Regions from separate parts of the Sus scrofa genome. Here region 2 is linked to region 1. Evidence: chromatin contacts called from public Hi-C data. All regions are on one chromosome and are shown on one strand. Each heading gives the region's core, a stretch centred on a gene start, on an enhancer-like site or on the middle of the called end of the contact. The rest is flanking DNA. Distances are from core to core; before and after follow the strand shown. Region 1 overlaps DAPK2 (death-associated protein kinase 2). Region 2 overlaps HERC1 (probable E3 ubiquitin-protein ligase HERC1).

Evidence for each region. A called contact is a pair of places that touch in the nucleus more often than the background predicts.
Region 2: a Hi-C map of liver shows a contact between it and region 1, with 5 times the contacts expected there. The contact joins two enhancer-like sites. A contact is called at or near these places in 2 of 47 Hi-C or Micro-C datasets (embryonic fibroblasts and liver).

What each region holds. Positions count from the first base shown.
Region 1 is chr1:108,021,385-108,027,402 of Sscrofa11.1, reverse strand. All of the region lies in intron 2 of DAPK2 (death-associated protein kinase 2), which reads right to left. Among named protein-coding and RNA genes, the nearest start is that of DAPK2, 27 kb to the right of the region's middle. Within about 2 kb of position 3,447, at least 9 of the 83 cell types and tissues checked have an H3K27ac peak or open chromatin away from gene starts, as enhancers often do. A contact at or near this core is called in liver, where this site is marked.
Region 2 is chr1:108,232,006-108,238,023 of Sscrofa11.1, reverse strand. All of the region lies in intron 1 of HERC1 (probable E3 ubiquitin-protein ligase HERC1), which reads right to left. Among named protein-coding and RNA genes, the nearest start is that of HERC1, 29 kb to the right of the region's middle. Within about 2 kb of position 2,468, at least 1 of the 83 cell types and tissues checked has an H3K27ac peak or open chromatin away from gene starts, as enhancers often do. A contact at or near this core is called in liver, where this site is marked.

The DNA.
Region 1 (6,018 bases), core at 2,198-4,697:
TTGATTCATGAGCTCCGCCAAAGTAAGAGGCACCCTCCTTTTCTAGCAAGTTTCTCAGAGTTCATTTTCATAGAGAGGCAGAGCAGTTCGGGGAAATTATTCTGGCTTCAGAGTCCAACAGAGCTGACTTTTAATCCCAGGGTGACTTGGGACCTCAGTGTTCTCATCTGTAAAGTGGGATAACTAGGACAATGAGCAATAGCAGAGGCAGTGTCCAGCCTATGATCTGTCACATAATAGGATCACAATAAATGAAAGCAATCATCATCTTTCATTTATTTACATGAATACAAAAGCTTTTCTGGAACACTGGCCTGAGGCTAACTTGTCCTCATGGCTGTGGCAGATACAAAGAGATCCACAACCTGGGGGCTGTCCTCCAGGACTCTCACTCAGCAGAGTGTGGCTGAGTACCTGCCACTTGCCTCTTCTTCCCTTCAAGTCCCTTCTTCACCGGTCACTAGCTGTGACCCCAGTCCCCTATGTACCTCCAATACAGAGGGCACCCAATACATATTTGTTTTGTGAATAGGAATAAATGATGCTGAGTGAGTCACCCAATCTGTTGAAATGTCAATTTTCTTATCTGCAAAATGAGGCTAATAGCACCTACCTACCCTGTCACTTCACAGGCAACCGCAAAGACAAAACAGAAACAGCATCCACACAAGGCCACAGAGGCAAAGCACACACAGAGCCACAAACTGCACCTTGAAGGGGGTCCTGTCTTCTACAGAGACTAGCTCTGCTGCAGCTAGGGCAGTCCTGTGCCTAGAGATCCTGCATTCCAGGAAAATAACAGACATATTTATCTATATATAGATATCTATATATAGTTTTTGTTTTTTAGGGCCACACTTGTAGCATTGGAGGTTCCCAGGCTAGGGTTCTAATTGGGGCTACAACTGCCGACCTACACTACAGCCACAGCAATGTGGGATCTGAGCCACGTCTGCGACCTACACCACAGCTCACGGCAATGCCAGATCCTTAACCCACTGAGCGAGGCCAGGGATCGAACCCACAACCTCATGGTTCCTAGTTCAATTTGTTTCCACTGCGCCATGATGGGAACCCCAGCAGGTCCACATCTTAACCTGGGTGCAAACATCCCTGCCTTTCCTGGTCTGCAGTCAGAAAACCTTGGCTCAACTTCTGATGCTGCCTCTTAATAGCTGTGTGACTGAGTGACTTAACCTCCTGAGCCTCTGTTTTCTCTTCTATAAAACAGGGTTCATGGAGTTCCCATCGTGGCTCAGCAGAAACAAATCTGACTAGCATCCATGAGGATGCAGGTTTTATCCCTGGCCTCGTTCAATAGGTTAAGGATCCGGCATTGGCGTGAGCTGTGCTGTAGGTTGCAGACATGGCTTAGATCTGGAGTTGCTGTGGCTGTGGTGTAGGCCAGTGGCTACAGTTCTGATTCGACCCCTAGCCTGGGAAGCTCCATATGCCTCAGGTGTGGCCCTAAAAAGACACATACACACACACAAAAAAACAGGGTTCATTGACGCTACCTATTTAAAAATGGAGCCACAAGAATCAAATAAGAGAATGTATGTGAAGGTGCTTTTTAAACTGTAAAGGTCTATACAAATGTAGGTGATTGGTATGATTTTCATTATTATTTCAAAAAACAGACACATTGGTGTGAACCCCAGGGAAGCCCGGACTCCTGGGCCAGAAAGAGAGTGCAAATGCCACTGTTCCTTTCAACTTTGGTGACTCTGAAGGCTTCGCCATCAAATTTTAAAATCCTACATGAAAACCAAATATGTTCTAGCCACAGCTTCAGAGAACTATAAGATAAGACATTTCTATAACAGGTTCTGCTGGGCTTCAATCAACTTGGTTGCTCAGGCCAAAAAAAACAGTTTTTAAAAAACACCACATACCACAATTCAGCCCCTCCCCCTCAAACACACACCCTTTCTCCTAAGAAAATAAAATAAGTAGAAACCAGCCCTAACTGATAAACGCCACCTTTGAGGCATGTGTTCTCAGAAGGCAGGCCTTCCCGGGTGAAGGGGGCAGACAAAGCATTCTCCAGTTACACTTTGCAGGTAGACAGATATTCAGCAGAAGAGGGCGAGGAAGTGAGGCTCCTGGCCGGTCCCAAGGGCTTAGTCCAGGATCTGTGGGGCTCCAAGAGCCAATCACTGCCTCAGACTCAGAAATGAGCTCTACTACTCCAGCTAAAAAGCTAAAGTACCAGGAAACTCTTTTAATGGTTGTTTTAATTAACCAGGTATGGGAGTCCCTGTTGTGGATCAGCGGGCTAAGAATGCAACTAGTATTCATGAGGATGCAGGTTTGATCCCTGGCCTCCCTGAGTGAGTTAAGGATCTGGCATTGCTGCAAGCTGCAGCATAGATGCCAGAGGCGGCTTGGATCCCACATCGCTGTGGTTGTGGTGTAGGACGTTGGCTGTAGCTCCAATTCCATCGCTAGCCTGGGAACTTCCATGTGCTGCAGGTGCGGCCCTAAATTAACCAGGTAAAAGCAAGTCTACGGACCAGTTTATCGTCCCTCACAGGCCCTGATGCTGCAGCCCCAGACTCCAACTCCACCCCTCAACAAATGGCCTCCCCACCCTACCAGCCACGATCAAGATGAAGGGCCCTCTGGGCTGGCCAGAGGAACCTTCAAGAAGGCTCGCCTGTGCCATGGTTCTTGGGGCCCCACTGGCACTGCTGGGTCACCCCCAGGGCTGAGGAGGGTGGACATACCCAGCACTGGGGTCAGGGCTGACACGCCAGGATCCTACCTATAGCCACTTGCCCATGTTTTACAGCTAAGGCTGCCTCTTCCTCCCTAGACCTTCAGGCCAGATCAGACTGCATGTATCTTGTGTGTTAGCTCAGGCTCCCTTTGTAGGTTTCTGTTCTCTAGTGTTAAATGCTTTGCAGTCAGGCAGATGTGAATCCAGAGCCTGCCACTGTTGGGCTCTGAAGCTTGAGACAGGTGACTTCCCAGCCCTGGTTTCCTCATCCTTAAAAGGTAGCTAATATCTGTCACGCAAAGTTTTGTTAAGATTAGTAATAAGGAAGGTTTAGAGTTCCCATTGTGGCTCAGCAGGTTAAGAACCCAACTAGTATCCATGAGGATGCAGGTTCGATCCCTGGCCTCCCTCGGTGGGTTAAAGATCCAGTGTTGCTGCAAGCAACAGTGTAGGTCACGGATGAGGCTCGAATCTGGCATTGCTGTGACTATGGAGTAGGCCAGTGGCTGAAGCTCTGATTCAACCCCTAGCCTGAGAACTTCCATGTGCCATGGGTGCAGCCCTAAAAAAGAAACACAAAAAGAAAATGGTAATAAGGAAGTTTCCTATTATATGGTTGGTGCTTAATTGGAGATAATCATTATTACAATGACACTCCTATCCCTATCCTCCAAATTCCAAGGCCTAGTCCCTCCTCCATACCTGGCTCCTCCCAGCTTCAGCTCACCTGTAACCACTTACCAGAGTGCTCTGTTCTCAGATCTGCCCAGTTCTGGGCCAGGCTGGGCCTGGTCACTGTGGAGTGGCTAGCAAACAGAAAGCACTCGAAGCACTGTTTGTTCACTTAGGAAAAAAAATCCCAACATCTCAAGTGATTGGAATTTTTTTCCTACCACATTCTGCTTTCATGAGTACAAATCAATAAGTAAACATGCTTAGATCAGGATTTATCCTGAAGAGGAGTGTCTCTCTTACAGACTTTTCTTGTTTGTTTTTTTTTTTTTTTTTTTGATTGCTCTGTTACCGTTCAAGGTCCAGTAGACAAAACACAAAGATCTGAGGTTCTTGAAAGATTCTGAAAGGTCCTTCAGACTCTCCAAAGAAGGAGATTTTATTTCTAATACATGGCCTTTCTCTGATTATAAAAGTAATGTGATCATTATAGACAGTGTGAAAAATAGGGGAAAAAGCATACAAAACAATCAAATTGCTGGTAATTTCATCATCTCTAGAGAATGTCACAGTGAATATTTTGTTGTATTTCCTTCCAGTCTTTCTTCTTGATGCTTCAAGAACTTAAGTAACTTTTCATTTAAAAAGGAACAATGAGCAAGCAGGCCAGCGGTACTGATCACAGATCCCCCGTGATGGCTCTCTTGCCCTGTTTTCAGCTCTCCCCAGCCCTAAACAACTTATTTGTCAGTGATACACCCCCATATTGCATAACTACATCTTGTCTTATCAGGGTTTGATGAGCTTCTACCCCTCGAGTGAGTTAACACAGTCATCTCTGCTTTCCATTTTGGTGTCACAGAGTCAATATTTACTAGCTGTGTTGCTAAAACAGGCCCTGGGCACAGCCTCAGTGCCAAGTGTCCCTGGCTAATCTCAGCAGCAGCAGTCTTGGTGGCACCGGAGGCTTTACCGTGCCACGGGTCAGAGCACTTGGCAAGTGACCTGCCCTGTTGAGCAGGTGGCCTCTGACCCAGCAAGGATGATTCACATAATCATAAAGTCACATGAGGCTAGTGCTGGAAGGTACTTAAATATTAGAGATGGGGAAACTGAGATGCCCTGTGAGGGGAAAGGACTTGCCTAGCACATGCAGCTCCAGAACCAAGTCCTGCGGCCTTTACTCTCACACCAGCTCTCACAGCATGGTCTTACTGAACGCATCAACATGGAAAGTGCTGCAGTGGTAGTGGGGGACAGAACCCATTTCATCGGGACGAGAGACTGGACGAGTGCTGCTCTGAGATCGTCAGTTCCACAGAGAGGTCTTCAGTGGCCTGGTCTCTTAGAGTGATGACTAAGGTGATCCCATGGAATGAATGAATTCATTCATTCATTCATTCATTCATTAATCTATTCCTAGGACAAATTTTTAGGAAACCCAGCCATGGGAAGGCATTACTTGCTTCACCAAAGCAGTGCCACTTGGCCCACCTCTTCTGGAAGGATTTTCTTTGCAGTACCAAAAGACAGACCCATCAGGCAGCCCCAAGGAAGGCAGAGGCTTAAAGGAAAACATAGGCGGGAAGTAGGAGAATTATGGTTTAAGGGTAAATCTCTGACTGCAGGCCTCTGAAGAAAGTCCCAATTCTAAGAGCACCTTACGGACTAACAGGAACAGGTCAATAGCAAAACGAAAGGTGACTTGGTGTGTTACCAAATTCCTGTTGTGTTTCTGTGGAGTCGTAGAGGGAGGAAGGGCCTGGAGTAAGGAGACCTGCATTCAGGTTCCATGCACACTAAAATGCTGCATGGCCCAGAGAGGGAAAGTGTCTTGTCCAAGGCTGCATAGCATATGGGCAGCCAAAGTTGGACTTGAATCAGATCCTTTACTCCAAGTACCTGACTGATGGCTCAGATGCCACAGATGAATCTTTCCATTTCCCTCACCCTCAGACAGCCAAAAGAAAGCCACCACCATGAATTGGAACCTTCATGGCACCTCCTCAGTTGAGATCGGTCACTGCCTACAAGGGGAAGCTCTGGCATCTTCTCTCTCTGGGACTAGATATCCTGTTGGGGTTCACAGGACTAGGCTCAGCCACTTCCTAGAGAAGGAGGAGCAGGATGGAGGCCACTAGACTAACACCAGTGCAGGAGGAAGCTGTGCTATGGGGCAATTCTGGCGCATGAGCGGGAGAACAAGTGAGCATTCTGTACAGCTGCTGGGATGCCAAACGGCTCTGCACACTTGCCTGTTTCCCTGGCCCGCCCCTCCAGGCAAGAAAACAAAGACGGTCGTGTGAACAGGGCTGTGATGAAAATGATGCCACTGCATTTCTACCTTCTCTGGGCTTGCAGACACAAATTCCAGCCCCTGGGGGCTCAGTGCTGGCTGAACACAGTTTACAGGTGCACCAGCCCCTGTGTTTGTTGAGTACCTACCTTGGATCCAGCTCTGTACTAGAGGTGGTGGAGACACTAAGAACCATCCTTCTTGGCCCCTGTCCTCAAGGCGCTCACAGTCTGGCTCAGAACACAGAACGAACCTGCAGAAAACCTTGTGCTTCAGAACAATTATGTGTGAGGGCTATAGATGCTGGAAGCTGGAGAGATGGCTGACA
Region 2 (6,018 bases), core at 1,219-3,718, 210 kb before region 1:
TCTTTGCTTCAATTTGACCCAGCCCTGGGATGGGAAAACAAGATATTTTGAATACCTGAATGAAAAGTTCTGCAGAGTTGCCAATCCAAGTCCAATCATTTGTAAACTTGTTGACGTATCTATCTATCTAGGTAAACTCTCAGTGTGTAACAACACAATGTCTGAACCTTCACTGAGTAATACTAACATCTCTATGTCATTGAATGAATCCACAGATACTACCACTTCTGCAGGTGCCTTATGTATATCCCCAGTTACACCTTCATATGTATAAGTTTGGGGAATGATCTTCATGCTTGGAGACCCTGTTGACTTGATAACTGAGAATACAAGGACAGCGTGCCCTTCTTGTCTTCACTGCCCTATTCACTGTCCCTACATAACCAAATAGCAGCCTCTCACTGGTTTGTCCCCCTAAACATCTATGATGATCTCAGGCAAGAATGTCCAGGAGGCGTAAATTATTCCGGCTTTGCCTCTGTAGGGAGAGCTTTCTTCCCATGGATAAGAGTGAGTGCTAATGAAAAAATAATCAGGAGTTCCTTCCTGAAATTAGGAGAGCTAGCTGACTTCATAGCAAACACAGTTTCCCTCAACAATGGTTGCTTATGGGAGTTCCCGTCGTGGCTCAGTGGTTAACGAAACCATGAGGTGGCAGGTTCGATCCCTGGCCTTGCTCCATGGTTAAGGATCCGGCGTTGCCGTGAGCTGTGGTATAGGTTGCAGACGTGGCTTGGATCCCGTGTTGCTGTGGCTCTGGCGTAGCCTGGGAACCTCCATTTGCCATTTTCTTCGGGAAGCGGCCGAAGAAAATGGCAAAAAAACCAAAAAAAAAAAAAAAAAAAGTTGCTTAACTCACAATGTTAGTAGAAGAAAGTCTTTTTTTATCCTCTTTACTTCTCTAGAGTCTTAAATATTCTTCAAGAAAAGGAAAAACAAAAAAGTTTGTATAGGCATATTGTTTTCAATTATAATATAATCAAAGATTATCAATGTGCCATTGTTGTTTTAATTTAGAATACATATATAGAAATGCAAAAGTTATCTTCATAATAGTCTTGTATTTATAAACAGCATTTTAACAACCAAAAAAATCCTAAAAAAATTTTTAAGGATTTATCTATCATGTTTATAACTATAATATAGAAGTTTTTAAAAACAAAAATTAAGTAACATAGCTTAAAGGTCTTTGTCCTTTCCTTGGTCATACAGAAATTTGCAAAGTTATGGAACAAATACCACAGAATATATCTATCAGCTTGCTACATAAGACATGTTTACTGGATAGTTTTACTTACACTTTGTCATTTCATATTTGTGTTATACATAAACATCACAAAACCTCTGGGTATATTCTGACAATGCATTTGTAAAACAGAAAGATGAATCATCAATGCAGCAAGATTTGCCGAAGAAAGGGGAAAGAAGTTTTTCAGAATAATTATAATCAGCAGAGAGGTTCAAAGAATAAAATACAGCATCAAACTAATAACATTTTCAATTAAACTTCTGAAAAGTTCTGCTTAGTCCTTTTACTATATAATGTTGTAGGCAAATAAAAGAATGAAAACCAATTCATCAAATGATAAATTCTGGTTCCTTCAGCGCTAAACCACATAATAAAATCAACTAGAATGTCTAAATTTTTCAAGCTGTAAGCCCCATTCATACTGGCTATAATCAAGATGATCTCTAAATGTGAAAGACAAGAATAAATTAATTTTAGCCCTCAGTAAGATGCAAAATGAAGTTAATTTCTTCAAATATTATTTAAAAGCTAGTTTTCAGACCATCCATTTCAAAGCCAAGTTATCCACTACTTATAGAATCTCCACTGTTGATATCCCACCATTGTTCAAAAACAGCAAAACCTATGATTTAATCAAATACTTTTCAGTGTAGTTCCTGTTATCAGCAACCGTCAAGCTGGGACAAGGTGCAATAACTGATAACTGATTTAATTTTTCCTTTCCCCTGAAACTCCAAGAAAGTATACAGTAGGTTCACAAAGTTTATATCTTTATATTCAATTATTTTCAAACCTTAATGTCTTAATCCAGTTTATCAGTTTCCTACCTTAGCTACAAAGAAGTTGAGCACAATTCAGTTAATACTAGAATGGGATAGGGAAATTGAGACACTAATCAGAGTTCTCTTGTGGCACAATGGGTTAAGGATCTGGCTTGGGTCACTGCTATGGCACAGGTTTGATCCCTGACCCGTGAAATTCCATGTTCTATGGGTGCAGCCAAAAAACAAACAAACAATAGCAAAACAAAACAAAACAAACAAAAAACCACTAATAATCAAGAAATGACCTATCATAAAATTACTTACCCTCCCAGGGCTCATCTACAAAATAAGGGATTCAAATGAAATAATCTCCAAATCTCCCAGGGGGTGGCGGTTGCTAGTGGAGTCAACCACATGATTAGAGTTGGAACTTTCAGTCCCAACCCCTGACCTCTTGCAGAAGGGAAAAGGGCTGAAGGTTGAACTCTATCACCAATGATCAGTGATTTAATCAATCATGTCTATGTAATGAGGCCTCCGTAAAAACCCAAAAAAAGGACTGGGTTCAGAGAGCTTTCAGGTTGGTGAACACATGGAGATTTGGGAAGACTGGCATGCTCCAAGGAGACACAGAAGCTCCACATCCTTTCTCCACACCTAATCCTATGCATCTCTTCCATCTGGCTATTCCTGAGTTACATCCTTTTATAATAAACCAGGAATGTAGTGAGTAAATCATTTCTCTGAGTTCTGTAAGCCACTCCAGCAAATTAGGTGAACCCATGGATGGGGTCATTGGAACCTTCAATCTACAGCTAGTTGGTCAGAAGCACAGGTGACAACCTAAACTTACAATTGGTGTCTAAAGGTGGGGATGGGGTCATATAGGATTGAACCTTTAACCTAAGAGATTTTACACTATCTCCAGGTAGACAGTGTCAAACTGAGTTGAACTGTAGAATAATCACTCAGTATCCAAGAACTGTGTAGTGATGTGGAAAAAAACCCACATATTAAAATTGGAAGTGAGTCAGAACTGTACATATAAGTGAAAATTCTCTCTATACTGACCCACTAGCTTAGCTTCCTTACTCAACTCCCTAATACCAGATTCTCCCCAACTTCAGTTCATCCTCCATCTTTCTACAAACTTGATGTTACCCTCTTGCTTTTTATTTTTCTTTTTAGGGCCACACCTGCAGCATATGGAAGTTTCCATGCTAGGGGCTGAACTGGAGCTACAGCTGTCAGCTCACAGCAACACCAGACCCTTAACCCACTGAGCGAGGCCAGAGACAGAACCTGAATCCTCGTGGATACTAGCCGAGTTCTTAACCCACTGAGCCAAAACAGAACTCCAAGAATGTCTACTTTCGCTACTTCTATTCAACACAGTACTAGAAGTTCTAGCCAGATTAATTAGGCAAGAAAAACAAATAAAAGGTATCTAAATTGAAAAGAAAGAAGATTATCTCTGGGAGTTCCCGTCGTGGCTCAGTGGTTAATGAATCTGACTAGGAACCGGTTGGGGGTTCGATCCCTGGCCTTGCTCACTGTGTTAAGGATCTGGCGTTGCCATGAGCTGTGGTGTAAGTCGCAGAAGCGGCTCGGATCCCACGTTGCTGTGGCTCTGGCGTAGGCCAGAGGCTACAGCTCCAATTGGACCCCTAGCCTGGGAACCTCCATATGCCACGGGAGCAGCCCAAGAAATGGCAGAAAGACAAAAAAAAAAAAAAAAAAAAAGATTGTCTCTGACTGCAGATAATATCTTACATGTAGAAAACCTTTAAGAATCCACAAAACAAGCCGAAACAAACCAAAATGAACCCATTAGAAATAAAAAATGAATTTAACAAAGCAGCAGGACATAAAATCAACAAAAATCAGTTGCATTTCTATAACCAACAATCTGAAAAGGAAACTAGGGAAACAATTCCATTTATAATAGCATCACAAAGAGTAAGATACTGAGGAATTAACCAGTGAGGTGAAAGATTTGTACAATGAAAACTATAAAAATGCTGCTCAAAAAAATTAAAGAAGTTCCCTACTGGCCTAGCAGTTAAGGATCCTGCACTATCACTGCTGAGAAGCAGGTTCAATCCCTGGCTGAGGAACTTCCACATGCAGTGGGATGTGGCCGAAAAAAAAAAGGAAATTAAAGAAGACATAAATAATGGAAACACTTCCCATGTGCATAGATTAGAAGATTTAATACTGTTAGGATGATGTCAATACTACCCAAAGTGAACTACAGATTCAACGCAATCTCTATCAAAATCCCAATGACAGTTTTTGGCAAAAATAGAAAAGCTGACCCTAAAATTAATATAGGACCTCAAGGGCCAAAACAATCTTGAAAAAGAACAAAGCTGAAGGATTCACACTTTCTAATTTCAAAACCTGCTACAAAGCTGCAATAATCAACAATGTGGTACTGGCGTAGAAACCAATGGAATAGAATACAAAGCCCCAGAAATAAACCCTCACATATATGGTCAAATGATTTTTGACAAGGGTGTTAAGACATTCAGTGGGAAAAGGACAGTCTTCTCAACAAATAGGTGCTCAGAAAACCAGATAGCCACGTGCAAAAGCATGAGGTTGGACCCTTACCTCAAACCATGTATAAAAATTAACTCAAAACGGATCAAAAAGACTTAATATAAGACCTAAAACTCTGTTAGAGGAAAACACAGAACAAAAGCTTCAGGACATTGGATTTAGCACTGATGTCTCAGACACGACACCAAAGGCACAGCAATAACAAATGTATGTATATATATACACACACATCATGAAAATGACACCATGTCATGAAAAGAAGACATCACGAAAATTTTTTTAATTTTACGCATCAAAAGAAAATATCAACAGTAAAAAGGCAACTCACAGGATGGGAAAAAATATTTGCAAATCACACACCTGATAAGGGGTTAATATCCAAAATATAGAGAGAACTTCTTAAATTCAAAAGCAAAAATGAAAACAAAAACACACCAAACCAATTCAAAATGGCCAAAGAACTTGAACAGACATTTCTCCTTAGAAGACATACAATGGTCAATCAGCACATGAAAAGATGGTCAACATCACTAATCATTAGAGAAATGCAAATCAAAACTACAATGATATATCACCTTACACGCATTAGAATAGCTATCAAAAAGAAAAAATCTGGAATTCTCTCATGGGGCAGCAGGTTAAGAATCCAGCAGTGTCACTGCAGCAGCTTGGGTCACTGCTGTGGTGTGGGTTCGATCCCTGGCCTGGGAACTTGTACATGGCATAGGGGCAGCCAAAGAAAAAAAAAAAATTAGCCCCCCAAAAAATAAATAGGTTGGCAAAGATGCAGGGCCTTATGCACTATTGGTAGTTGTATAAAATAGTACAATGGCTGTGGAAAACAATATAGGGGGTCTCAAACAATTCCAAAGAGAATTACCATGTGATTCAGCAATTCCATTTCTGGATTTATACCCTAAAGAACTGAAACCAAGTACTTGAAAAGATATTTGTAAACATATGTTCACAGCAGCATTATTCACAAAAACTAAAAGACAGCAGTAACCCAAGTGTCCCATCAACAGATATATGAATAAACAAAACATGGTATTATCCATACAATGGGATATTACTCAGCCTTTAAAAGGAAGGCAATTCTGATACATTCTACAACATGAATGAACCTTGAAGATATTATGCTAAATGAAATAATCCAGTCACGAAATGACAAATAGTACATGATTTCACTCATATAATGTACTTAAAGAGTACACAGTCAAAATCATAAGAGACAGAAAGTAGAACAGTGGCTGCCAAGGCTTTAGAGGTAAAGGGATAGGGAGTTATTGCTTAATGTGAATAGGTTCAGTTTTACAAAATAAAAAGTTATGGAGATGGACAACAGTCATAGTTGTACAAAACTATGAATGTATTTAATACCATGAACCGTACACTATTAAAAATGGCCAATATGGGAGGTCCCTGGTAGCCTGGTGGTTA